3 separate regions of the Pan troglodytes genome follow, and all the other regions are linked to region 3. A link is a contact called in public Hi-C data. All regions are on one chromosome and are shown on one strand. The core of a region is the stretch at or near the end of the contact, and the rest is flanking DNA. Distances in the headings are between cores, read along the strand shown. Region 1 has its middle 490 kb from the start of CRYBB1. Region 2 has its middle 580 kb from the start of CRYBB1. Region 3 holds the start of MN1 (MN1 proto-oncogene, transcriptional regulator).

What was found. Hi-C and Micro-C count contacts between places; a contact is called where the count stands out from the background.
Region 1: a Hi-C map of stem cell-derived neural progenitor cells shows a contact between it and region 3, with 4 times the contacts expected there. The contact joins the enhancer-like site here to the promoter of MN1 in region 3. A contact is called at or near these places in 1 of 7 Hi-C or Micro-C datasets (stem cell-derived neural progenitor cells) and 1 of 1 datasets of contacts at active chromatin or transcription factors (stem cell-derived excitatory neurons).
Region 2: a Hi-C map of stem cell-derived neural progenitor cells shows a contact between it and region 3, with 2.2 times the contacts expected there. The contact joins the enhancer-like site here to the promoter of MN1 in region 3. A contact is called at or near these places in 1 of 7 Hi-C or Micro-C datasets (stem cell-derived neural progenitor cells) and 1 of 1 datasets of contacts at active chromatin or transcription factors (stem cell-derived excitatory neurons).

What each region holds. Positions count from the first base shown.
Region 1 is chr23:29,270,927-29,274,845 of NHGRI_mPanTro3-v2.0_pri, reverse strand. No RefSeq gene overlaps it. Among named protein-coding and RNA genes, the nearest start is that of CRYBB1, 490 kb to the right of the region's middle. Within about 2 kb of position 1,960, at least 4 of the 24 cell types and tissues checked have an H3K27ac peak or open chromatin away from gene starts, as enhancers often do. A contact at or near this core is called in stem cell-derived neural progenitor cells, where this site is marked.
Region 2 is chr23:29,360,363-29,363,770 of NHGRI_mPanTro3-v2.0_pri, reverse strand. No RefSeq gene overlaps it. Among named protein-coding and RNA genes, the nearest start is that of CRYBB1, 580 kb to the right of the region's middle. Within about 2 kb of position 1,665, at least 10 of the 24 cell types and tissues checked have an H3K27ac peak or open chromatin away from gene starts, as enhancers often do. A contact at or near this core is called in stem cell-derived neural progenitor cells, where this site is marked.
Region 3 is chr23:29,963,079-29,966,683 of NHGRI_mPanTro3-v2.0_pri, reverse strand. It overlaps MN1 (MN1 proto-oncogene, transcriptional regulator), which reads left to right and starts at 2,103. Exons shown (of 2, transcript XM_016938877.4): 1 at 2,103-3,605.

The DNA.
Region 1 (3,919 bases), core at 711-3,210, 690 kb after region 3:
GGCAGTGTGACCCACCTTGGTGTTCTCTTACCTGAGAGTCCAGGGGCTAGGGTGTTTACCCACCTCAATGCCCTCTTGATTGAGGACTGCTTTCAGGGGCAATAACTCACTGCTGCTTCCAACCTGCCCTCTGCACAGACGAGTAGGCTCCCAAGGCCAGAACAACATCTAGAAGCAGGGAGTCACAGGTGTGCACAGTAAGCGCACTCTTGAGTTTGAGAGTGGACAGAATATGGGCGAGATGCTTATGGTTTCAGTTCACCATGCCTCATCACACTTTACTGCAAGTTCTTACAGTAAACCCTCTGCAGCAAAGACAACTGTTTTCCGTAAAGGGCCAGAGGATCAATACTTTGTCTTTTGTGGGACATATGGTCTTTGTCAAAGCTATTCATCCTATACCCATGTAGTGCAAAAGCAGCCATAGAAAATATGTAAAGAAATGGGTGTGAATGTGTTTCGATAAAACTTTATTTACAAAAACAAGCTGTGGGCCAGACATAGCTGGACATGTCTAAACCCTGATCTAAGCCTGGGATTATATTTGCTTAAAACTTGGGTGTCAGCTCTTATCAGCTGACTGTGACTTCCAGGAGGAAGGAATCTTTCTAGTGACTGAGTCCTGTCTTCTTCCTTCAATGAGAAAGACAGCTGTGATTGATTAGTGATGTCTGCCTTGGCCCAGGCGGGGAGACAACAGTACGCATACTGCACATTGTACATCCCTGACCTCAGGAAACCTCAGCAATCCGAATGAGTTAAAGCAATGTGGTAAAAATAGCCTTCATTATTATTTGGGAGATAGGGGGAGGGGTGATCTGGGAAGCCTGGCCTCTTTCCAAACACACTCTAACACTGTGGAAACCTTTGTCTTTGCAGGGACTGCTTTATGTGCTCCCTTGACTGTGAGTGATTTAAAGGTAAAAATTGCTTTTTTTTTTTTTGGTTGTTCTTTCTCTCTTCAGGTCTAACCCAAGGGCTGGCACAATGTTTAGTGAATGTCTCTTGTATGAATGAATGAATAGATGAAAGAATTTGAGATTGACAGGGGCAATTAACATTTCCTGAAGGCTCATTCTGTGCTGGGTTAAGACAGCTCATACATTTTATCACACCTCCAAGATAAGTATCATATGAAGCAAGTATCATAAAGTCCATTTTTCTGGCTAACTGCCCTTTTATTTCACTTTACTATTTTTTAGATATTGGGTCTTGCTCCTTCACCCAAACTGGAGTGCAGTGGCACGATCAATCACAGCTCACTGCAGCCTTGAACTCCTAGGGCTGACACCATCCTCCCGCCTGAGCCTCCTGAGTGGCTGGAACTACAGGAGTGCACCACCATGCACCTAATTGGTATTTTAAATGATAACAACCACAAGAATAATATTAACAATAATGATGATGGTGATAGTGACAGCTGCCACTTATATCCATGGGCCAAGCATTGTGCCACGCATTTTGCTTACATCTTCACACAAAATCTACCAGGGAGGGAGTGTCTTTAACTGTCATTTTACAGATGGGGAAACCGAGGCTCTTATGGGGAAGCCACTGGCCTGAGGTCAAGCACCGGAATGTGACTGAGCCAAAATGTGGCAGCAGATCTGACTATCGGCCTTTGTGGTTCACGATTATTGCCTCCATTACAGTGCTGCCTGTGTGCTGGTTCTCGCATGACAGGGAGGGTTGTGAGTAGACAGAGGGGTCGCAGCAGGACTGGCCCCTACCCTTTCAGCAGGGACAGGTCACAGGCTGAGCAGGATGGGGCGCCAGGGGCAGGCTGCCTCCCCACATGCAGAGGTCCCACCCCAGCTCCCTACCAGCAGCAGGCTGGGAGCCCTAGTGTGCCCAGCGCCCCCATGATTGGCAGCCTGCAGATGGCAGGGGTGCCTTGGAATTTATTATCCAAGCATGCCTTTCTGAGGGGGCCTCACTGCCTGACACTGCTTTATCGGAAAGCTGGGAATGGTTAGCTGAGCCCATCTGTTAGCCAAAGAGGGGAACTCAGTGGGTGGGGAAGTCTGTGGAGTCATTTAAAAGGAATTTCTCTGATGCTGAGGCCAGGGCAGAAGGTTATCTGCCCGTGGGCCGTTGGGCTGCCTGGTTTGGGGTATTGGGGGCTTGGGGGTGGTGTGTGTGTGTTTGGTGGGGGACTCTCATTGCTTGTTCTAAACCAAAAATTGCTAGAGCCCTTCCCCCTTCTGAACAACAATTTGAACTCTGCAGTGCTCTTTCATTGCTGAAACCACCACATTAGCATCGTCAGTGTCTTGGTGACGAATCTAGGACAGATGGGGATAAATGCAGTGATCTGAATTAATACTGGGGTGGCTAATGAATCCAGGAGCCGGGAAATAATTAGGAGAAGTTACTGCTCCTGACATGGCAAATAGAAGCTGTGTGTTAGATGCCTTCTTCTCTCTCCCCTCCCACCAACCAAGATGCCCCGGAAGTCAGCTGTGCAGCCACCTGGGGTGGGGGACACTTCGATGTCAGGACTTGATCTTGGGTGAGGATTCTGGGACATTTATGACAGAGGCTGGTGAACGGCAGGTGGAGACAGGAGAATGGCGGTTCTTCCATTGTATATCAAAGGTTCTTCTGTGCTTGGAAAAAGCACTGGACTGGGAGCCCAGAGACCTGGGTTCAAGTGCAGGCTCCTACTGGATCATCTTAGGGCATGTGGTTCCCTCCTCCAATGCTCAATGAAAGTAGAGCGTGATCGAGGGTAGCATGCACTGTTTGCTGCCCAGGGGCAGGCCCATGCTAAGTGATTTGCATAGGGCTCTCATTTAATCTTCTTCCACAGCTCTAGTACTCTGTTTGTTCTCACTCTACCAAGTCCAATTGTTTCAATAGCTCACTCAAGGGCATGCAGTTGATAGCAGAGCTGGATTCAAACCCAGAAATCAACTCAAAGGTCTGAGCCCTTGACCATACCATGTCACTGCCTTTTGCCACAAAGAGCCAGATAATCATTGATGTTTCTTCCAACACTGACATATTTTTAGGCCTTCATGATTCTTGTAGATATCTTGTAGATATCTGCTTTGCAATATGGGGAGTGAGCTATGCTTTTGTAATTGGGTGTCTGAAAAGGCTGGGCCCCTATTATATATGATCATATGCTTTATTCTTCCTTTCTAAAACTTAGCATGTTTGCAATGGAATAATTAAGTGTTTATTGTTTAATGGTTATCTACCCTGCTAGACTGAGGCTCCAAAAAGATCTCATCTATTTTGCTCACTGTTATGTCCCCAGTGCAGAGAAGAGTGGATGATATGTTGTGTTCGAATTGATATCATTTGACTGTGTCCCCACACAAATCTCATCTTGAATTGTAGCTCCCACAATTCCCATGTGACATAGGAGGGACCCAGTGGGAGATAATGGAATCATGGGGGTGGTTTCCCCCATACTGTTCTCATGGTAGTGAATAAGTCTCATGAGAGCTGATGGTTTTATAAGGGGTTTTCCCTTTCACTTGGCTCTCACTCTTTCTTGCCTGCCACCATGTAAAACGTGCCTTTTGCCTTTTTCCATGATTATGAGGCCTCCCCAGCCACATGGAACTGAGAGTCCATTAAACTCCTTTTTCTTTATAAATTACCCAGTCTCAGGCATGTCTTTATCAGCAGCATGAAAATGGACTAATACATGATTGAATGAATGGATAAATGAATGAGTAAGTGAAGTAATTTGTGAATGTATTAGTGAGTGAGTGAAGGAACATGTGAATAATTGGGTGAGTGAATGATTGAGTGAAGTTTGGAGTAAATGAAGGAATAAATGAGTGAATGAGTGACTGAGTGAGTGAATGAATGAATGCATGAATGAATGAGTGATTGAATGAACAAATGAGTGAGTGAGTTAATGAATGAGTGAAGCCGGGAGACCAGGCTGAACTCCGATGAA
Region 2 (3,408 bases), core at 416-2,915, 600 kb after region 3:
GGCATCACATGAGTACACAAGAAGGTAGTCTGCTTTGCATAAGCCAGATTTTTGAAATCACCATTAAATGAGCATCTATTGCAATTACTGAAGGCATCAGAAACAGAGAAAGGTTTTCACTGCATATTGCCTGCTTCCCTCATTGCCCATTGGCCTGTGAAGGGCTGGAGTCTAGTGTCCACTCACGTGTGAGTCTGGCACTGATGCAGTGGGCTGGACCTTGCGGAGGCCACTGTGCTTTCATCTGCTACGTGATGAGGCAGCTCTTCCATCACATACTACTCTTAGAACACCAGCAGAATCTTCATTGGAACCACGCTGTGAGATCCTTTGGATTTTACTCAATAATCTCACAACTGCAAAAGCAAATATCAACCCAGGCACTGAAGTCACATGGAAGCCCTTTGTTCTAAGATGATCTCCCAGGTTAGAAGGCAATTAGAACCCTTTTCCGGGTTATGGTAGAAATGAGAAAACCAAAGCAAGTAGACAAGTGAATACATTGGGGTGTGTTCGTGGGTCCAGGTTTGAGACATGATGGCTTCTGCCACCAGGTAGATGGTTTTCAAAGGGCATCTATGTCCATGAGTCTGTGTGATTCCCTTACAGGAGCCCTGGAAGCAAATGGAAGGGTTATTTCAATTGAGAGGTGAAGGACTTGTACGTCAGAGAGGACAAGCTACCTGGTGAAGGTCCCACAGTTTATGAAGGTCTGAGCTGAGAGTCACCCTTGCTCTGTCCTGGAGCTGTGTAGGACTGGGCTCTGAAGCCTTCTGCAATATTGCAGCTGAGGCCCCCAAAGTGGCGCCACCATTCCTGTGGCCCCCAGAAGCAGAGGAGACACCCTAGGCTCCTAAGACCCAAAAGCATCTTAGAGAAGATCTAGATCCAACTACCCATTATACAGATGTGGGAAGTGAGCCACTGGTGGGTGAGAAGCCAGTGAGTCAGTAAGACAGCAACAAAGATGGGGGCTGTTTCCAAAGGCCAAGTCCATGGCAGAAACCCAGCAGTTTCAGGGCATGCAGGGCCACAGCAAAATCCTATTCAAGGATTTGCTGCTGCAATGAAAATGCTTATTATTGCCGTCATTACTACTAGCAGTTCATGCCTAGTAGAGTCAGCTCTCAATAACTATCTCTGGCTCCTCCTCACTCTTGTTATTCAGCAGACTTATTAGCACAGTGCCTGGCCCTATTATTATTATTATTATTATTATTGTTCACCCGCTACTCTGGCTCCAAGAAGTGCTCCAAAAATAAATTGATTGAATGAATGAATGAGTGATTCTAGCAGAGTTCCCAGAGCGCCTACTCTGCCCCGCTTGGCCCGGCCGCCTCCCCACACCAGATCACTGTCTGCCTCCTTGTGATATGAAGCTGCCTTTCCCATCACCAGCACGAACTGGACTCCTAATCCACTGTTCTTTGGTTTAAGAGTCATTACAAAGTGCTTAATTAAGTAAGCCTCGCTTAATCACCAAATGTTTGCATGCGAAACAAGTTCCCGGGAAGCAGGGCACTTGACATGTTCTGCACAGAAATAATTACGCCGAAGAGGGGGAGGGCCGCGGGCTGGGACTGGGAGCCTCCACATTTCATTTGAGGGCCTCACCCATTCATCACCGAAGGGGAATTAAAAGGCTTTAGCTGGAGCAATTCGAGAACTCCCACATTCCTGCTGGATGAATCACGGGAGTGGGGCCGCTGTCTGGGTTTCCAAAGGCGCAGAGCAAGGGGAGAGGTGGGAATTCGAGAGGCGAGTTGGGGGCTGGTGGGGCCCCGGGGAGGGGTGCTCTCGGGGACACAGGGGAGCTCTGCCTCCCCACAGCCCATGTGATAACAATCCCTCCCTGGCTCAGTCTTTGGCCTGCGTATTCCAAGTGCTGCCTTAGATAGTTTCAATTGCCCTCTCTCTCTATTTCAGGAGGAGGTTTGCAAATTGTATATGAATTTGCAGAATACATTGGTGGTGGCGGCGGTGGTGGTGGTGGTGGTTAGTGGAGTGTGTGTGTGTGTGTGTGTGTGTGTGTGTTTGTAGGCTATCACTTAATTTCTTCCTCAAAATCTTCCTAATCCTGTACTTCCCACAGAGCACTGGATTAGTTGGTACAAGAATGAACTTACCTTTCTTATCTCAATGGCTTTTTGTCTATTTTCATATGTATTAGAAAAAAAAACCATACAGAATCAGCACCTCATTCTCTGATTTCAAGGGTATTATCAAATCAAAGTTGGTATAAAGGAAAAAAAATAACTCTTTCAAGGTAGAACAAGGATGTGAACTAAATCAGGAAGGAGGGCCACACTGAGGTTTGGGACACTGTCCCTTAGCACTTCACGTTTCCCACGGTACTTGTCCCAGCAGGACCTCATGTCTCTGGATTGTCAAAGGCTCTTATCATGCCCATTTTGCAGATTAAGAAACAGAGGTCCAGGAAACACAACATAGCCCCTCACTTCTTCTCTGGGATGGTGGTGGCTGCACTGTACTGTCAGAAAAAATTATAAAAGACGTTGATATGGGCCAAAAAATCTATAAAGATTGCTGAATGTTCTGTCTAGCATAACTCTCCAGGATATCTATGCCTTGTATCATCTTTGAGCTATTTCCTAACTCTCGAAGCTTAAGAAAAAAACCAATAGTAATACAAATGCTTGGTGCCATAGAAATGCAAATGAATTGTGTCCAGTGGAATGCAATTGATTATTATCCTCAAGTTATTGACCACTTTCGTATCTACTTGTAAATGAATGCCAGCATTTCTGTTTGCCTGCATGTCTATGTGTGGTGCTTAAATTCTCCTTTGAACCAGTTGTGCCATTTTCCTGGTTCTGTCATTAATTAATGCTTTAAATAAAATCTCTGATGGGTGTTCATTCTGTAATTGCACGAGAGTCGTGATTTTGCCTTTATTTAAAAATGATCCTTTAATGGTACCCACCCAATAAGGAAAGGTCGAATTCAACAATGTGAGATGGGAGAGTAGAGGGACTGGGTTTGGATGATATTTTGAATGGAAATTGTTGGTCAGTATGTGCGCGTTTCTGTTTTCTGCCGGGTTGCATCTTTTTTTCTCTCCCCATCTCATTCAAGCAGGTTGCCAGCTCTACCGTCACCATTCGGGGGTGGGTACAAGCCATGCAGAGAATTGACAAAGATCCCTGGCTTTCTGATATTTTAAAACTAAGACCCTGGCTGTGGCACCACCCTGGGGGTACAGGTGGGGACTGAGCTTTCTCAATATCTGCCTTGTATTATGTTTTCCTCTAGCCCAACGGAATGGGGGCTGGAGAAAGAAATTACATTGATTTACAGAAAATAAACAGCTGTGATTTCTTGCAGACTCCTGAGCTGGGGGGCAGGGTTCAAGCCTGCCACAGGACTGGTCATGATAGCCTGAATTTG
Region 3 (3,605 bases), core at 854-3,353:
TCCTCCTGCCTCAGCCTCCCAAAGTGCTGGGATTACAAGCCTGTGCCTGTCTAGAATTTCATTTCTTTTTGTGGCTGATGAGTATTCCATTGTATGTGTATACCACACTCCCTAAATGGCTTTTTAATCTATAAATTGGTCACAATCTGCAGTTTGAAAAGTACTAAGTAGGGCCTTGCAGGATGAATAGGAGTTCATAAGACTGGACTGCAAGGGCCCTTCACTCCTTCATTCGGAAAATGAATGAAATGCAAACAGAAGTGGCCAAAACCAGGAAGAACCCCTGCTGGTTGGGTGCTCCTGATGGAGTGGGGTGGACTGAGATTCATTAAGGATCCCAGAAGATAACACTGCTGGATGTTGCGCTACCCAGACCTTGGGGGTAAGAGAGCATTCCAGTGCCGGGATTATCTGGTAGGAGTTGCCGGGGGCGGCGGGGGGCATTTCCCTGAGGATGTGGCGGCTGTGCTGAGGTGCGGCTGTGCCTTCACTGAGCAAAAAGCCCTCCAGCCATGGGCACAACCCCTGCCAGGGCCTGTGATGGGAGAAGGTGAGAAGGGCACAGTAGGGGCCAGTGCAGCTCTGGTGGAGGGACTGGGGCAGGCATGGCAAGGTCACCCGGGCTGGGCATGCAGGGCCTTGCACACTGCAGTGAGGAATTTGATCTTTATTCTCAAAAGATAGATCCACTGAATGTTCTAAGGATATGAGTGAAGGGCTGTCTGTGACCTGACTTTATCAGGTTTAGAGCCCAGCTGCTGCCCAGGTCGGGAGAGCGGTGGCCAGGGCCAGGAAGGGAGGGATAAAATGGGCAGAGATTTCAACAGACCTGGGAGTGGGCTGAATCAGTGTGGGCACTTTGTGCGTGTGTGTGTGCATGTGGACACAGGTGTGCATGAGTGCATGTACATGTGTGTGCACACCCAGCAAGCATTCAAGTTAGGGGAGCGTCCCCAGGCCTCCCTCTCTCCACCTGAGCCAAGAAGGTGCAGCGGACACGCTGATGACCAGGGTGACTCCATGCCTGGTGATACTCCCCTCCTCCAGGCCTGACCTCTGGAGCATCACTGGGTCCCGGTGCCTCTTGCTCCCACTCTCTCCCAGCTCCCTGTGATTTAAGAGGCATTTTCCTTTTGGGTGATATAGATTCCAAAATGCTGCATCCATCTCCTGGGCTTGGTGAGGCCGGCCTGTCTGAGTTATAGCAGATTGCTTTCTGCGCAGGGAAGGGGGGTGGAGGACACTGGTTTGCTCTTAACGCTCTCTGGGCTCGGAACATTTGAGCAAACATTCCTGGCCGCTTTGGAAGTTTGGAAACCCAGATGAGCTCATCGGAGCCAGAGGTGGGGGCAGCTGGCGCCTGCAGCCTGCCTGGAGCTCACCAGGTGGCCGGGTGGCAAATGTCGGAGGCTGGCAGCTAAGCCTCAGCTGGGGTGGAGGTGGCCAAGAGAGGGTGGGGCCTGCACAGCTGGGGCCTGGCCCAGAGAACCCAGGGTGAGTCCTCTCTCTACTCAGCGCTCCTTTTCCTTGCTGTCAGGGCCTTGGCGTGACAAGGCCTCCGGACCGGACCGGAGCCAGGAGTCTCAGGACCATGCAGCCAGGGTCTGAGGGGAGACCAAAGAGAGCAGGCACCTCATCAATTCAGGGCTGACCCGCAGGGAGCCACCCGCCCTGCAGGGGCCTGGCTCCATGTAGTAGCTGCCGTTTATTGAGTGTTAACTACGTGCTAAGTGCTCTGTGCTTGTTCACCCCCTAACAACTCCAGAGAAGATTATCCTCCTCATTTGACAAATGGGGAAACTGAGGCTCAAGGAGGTAAAGGGAATATGTGCAGTCGAGCCTGAGGCTGACCCTGTTCGCCTCCAAACCGCACTGCCTTCCTGCTATGCACACAACAACAATTAAATGAAGAGCTGGTAACACTGTCACAGGGCGAACGGTGATGATTTGTGAACGTTTCCAAGAATCTGATCAAATAAGCACATTACTCACTGCCTCTGGGCTCTGTTTCCTAGTTGGGTGGGAAGGGCCATTCAAAGCCCATCAGCCCCGTTGTCGTCCACTTTACAATCCCTTAGACAGTGTGACTGATAGTGGGGGTGGGAGGTGGGGTGTCTGAGGGTTCCCTGGGGGTTCCGTTTGTTTCCTTCCTGAGCCCTTTGGGCAATAAGTGTGGGATCTTCTTTTGGAGGAACTCTCCCCAAGCTCCTTCTCAAAGTGGTGTCCTGCCTCTAGGTTCCCGTCCATTAAATGGGCACACATCTATTCCTGCAGTACAATTGGTGCGAGAATTAGAAATAATCTATGGAAAGGAGTCCATCTTATGGTGAGTGCTCAGAGATGGGAGGCTGCTTTCCTCCTATCCTGGATCTCTGGAGGATGTCAGCAAGGCACCCCCCATTTCTTGCACTGGAGCACACTTCCAGGGAGCCTTAGAGAGGAGGTGCCTCTACTCGCCTCCCAGGGATGGCGTGTGACTGCTGTGCTTAACCTACACCATTTCATTCCGTCCTCACGTATGTCCTTTGCTGTAGGTACTGCTGGAAACTGATTTTACAGATGAGGAAACTGAGGCACAGAGAAGGGAATGATCCACTCAAGGTCACAGATCTCAGATCTGTGTGATGCTCTAAGCCACCCCAGCACACCCCTCTGTAAGGAAAGTGAAGAGGAATGGGGCGCTGTAGAGCAAACAGGGACGCACCTGCCACATGCCGGCTGCCGTCGCTGCTGACACATGGAGGAGCTTGGCTGCAGACTCCAGCTGCACACAGGGCTCCTTCCTGGAAGATAAGCTCAGCCTGGGTCTTGGCATTGGGGGTGGTTCCTTCCAGTACTTGCTCCTTACCTCAGTGGAGACAGGGCATGCAGCCATGGGTGTCTGAGAGGGTGGGGGACAGGAGATGCAGGTGACAATCGACAGTGTGATTTGAAAGGTGTCGGCTAATGACTGGTCCATCCAAAGTTTTCCCATCATAGATGCTTATTTTGTTCTGTTTATGAGGCTGGCTTTCCAGCGAGGTTCTCGGTGGTAATGAGCCCACATTGCTGATGGCCGCAGGGAGGGAAAATGAAGAGGTGGGGAGGGAGGGGCTTGTGAGCATGCTAAATAGGTTTGTTGAATAACCTGCTGAACTTTTGCATTTTCTGACTAATTGTGTGGTATGTGACGCTTTATGAGTGATGGCTGTTTTTTTTTTTTTTTTCCTCCTTTTTTTGCTGAATAGGGACTTTTTCAAGGGGAGGCTAACTGGGCCCTGGAGTCGCTGGGGCCTCCGTTCCAGCCTGTGGGGCTGGTTTGAGTTATTTTGGGAGCAGGGCCTGGGTTCAGCATACTTCGCTTAGAGAATGGAAAATAGAAGCTCATAGCTGGATGCCGTCTGGGGAAGAGAAACCCACGTAGATGGAGACATTGGCAGGATGGCTCTAGGACCCTACGTATCCGAGTATGAAACCAGGCCCTGCCATGCAGTCGCGATGTGGCTTTGAACACGTCGTTCTTGTACCAATCAGAGCCTCCATTCCAGAGGATAATGGAGATGCTTACTTCCTAGGGTTGCTTTCTGGATTCAGTGAGGTCTAAGAGAGCTTCTGTGTTCAGAAAA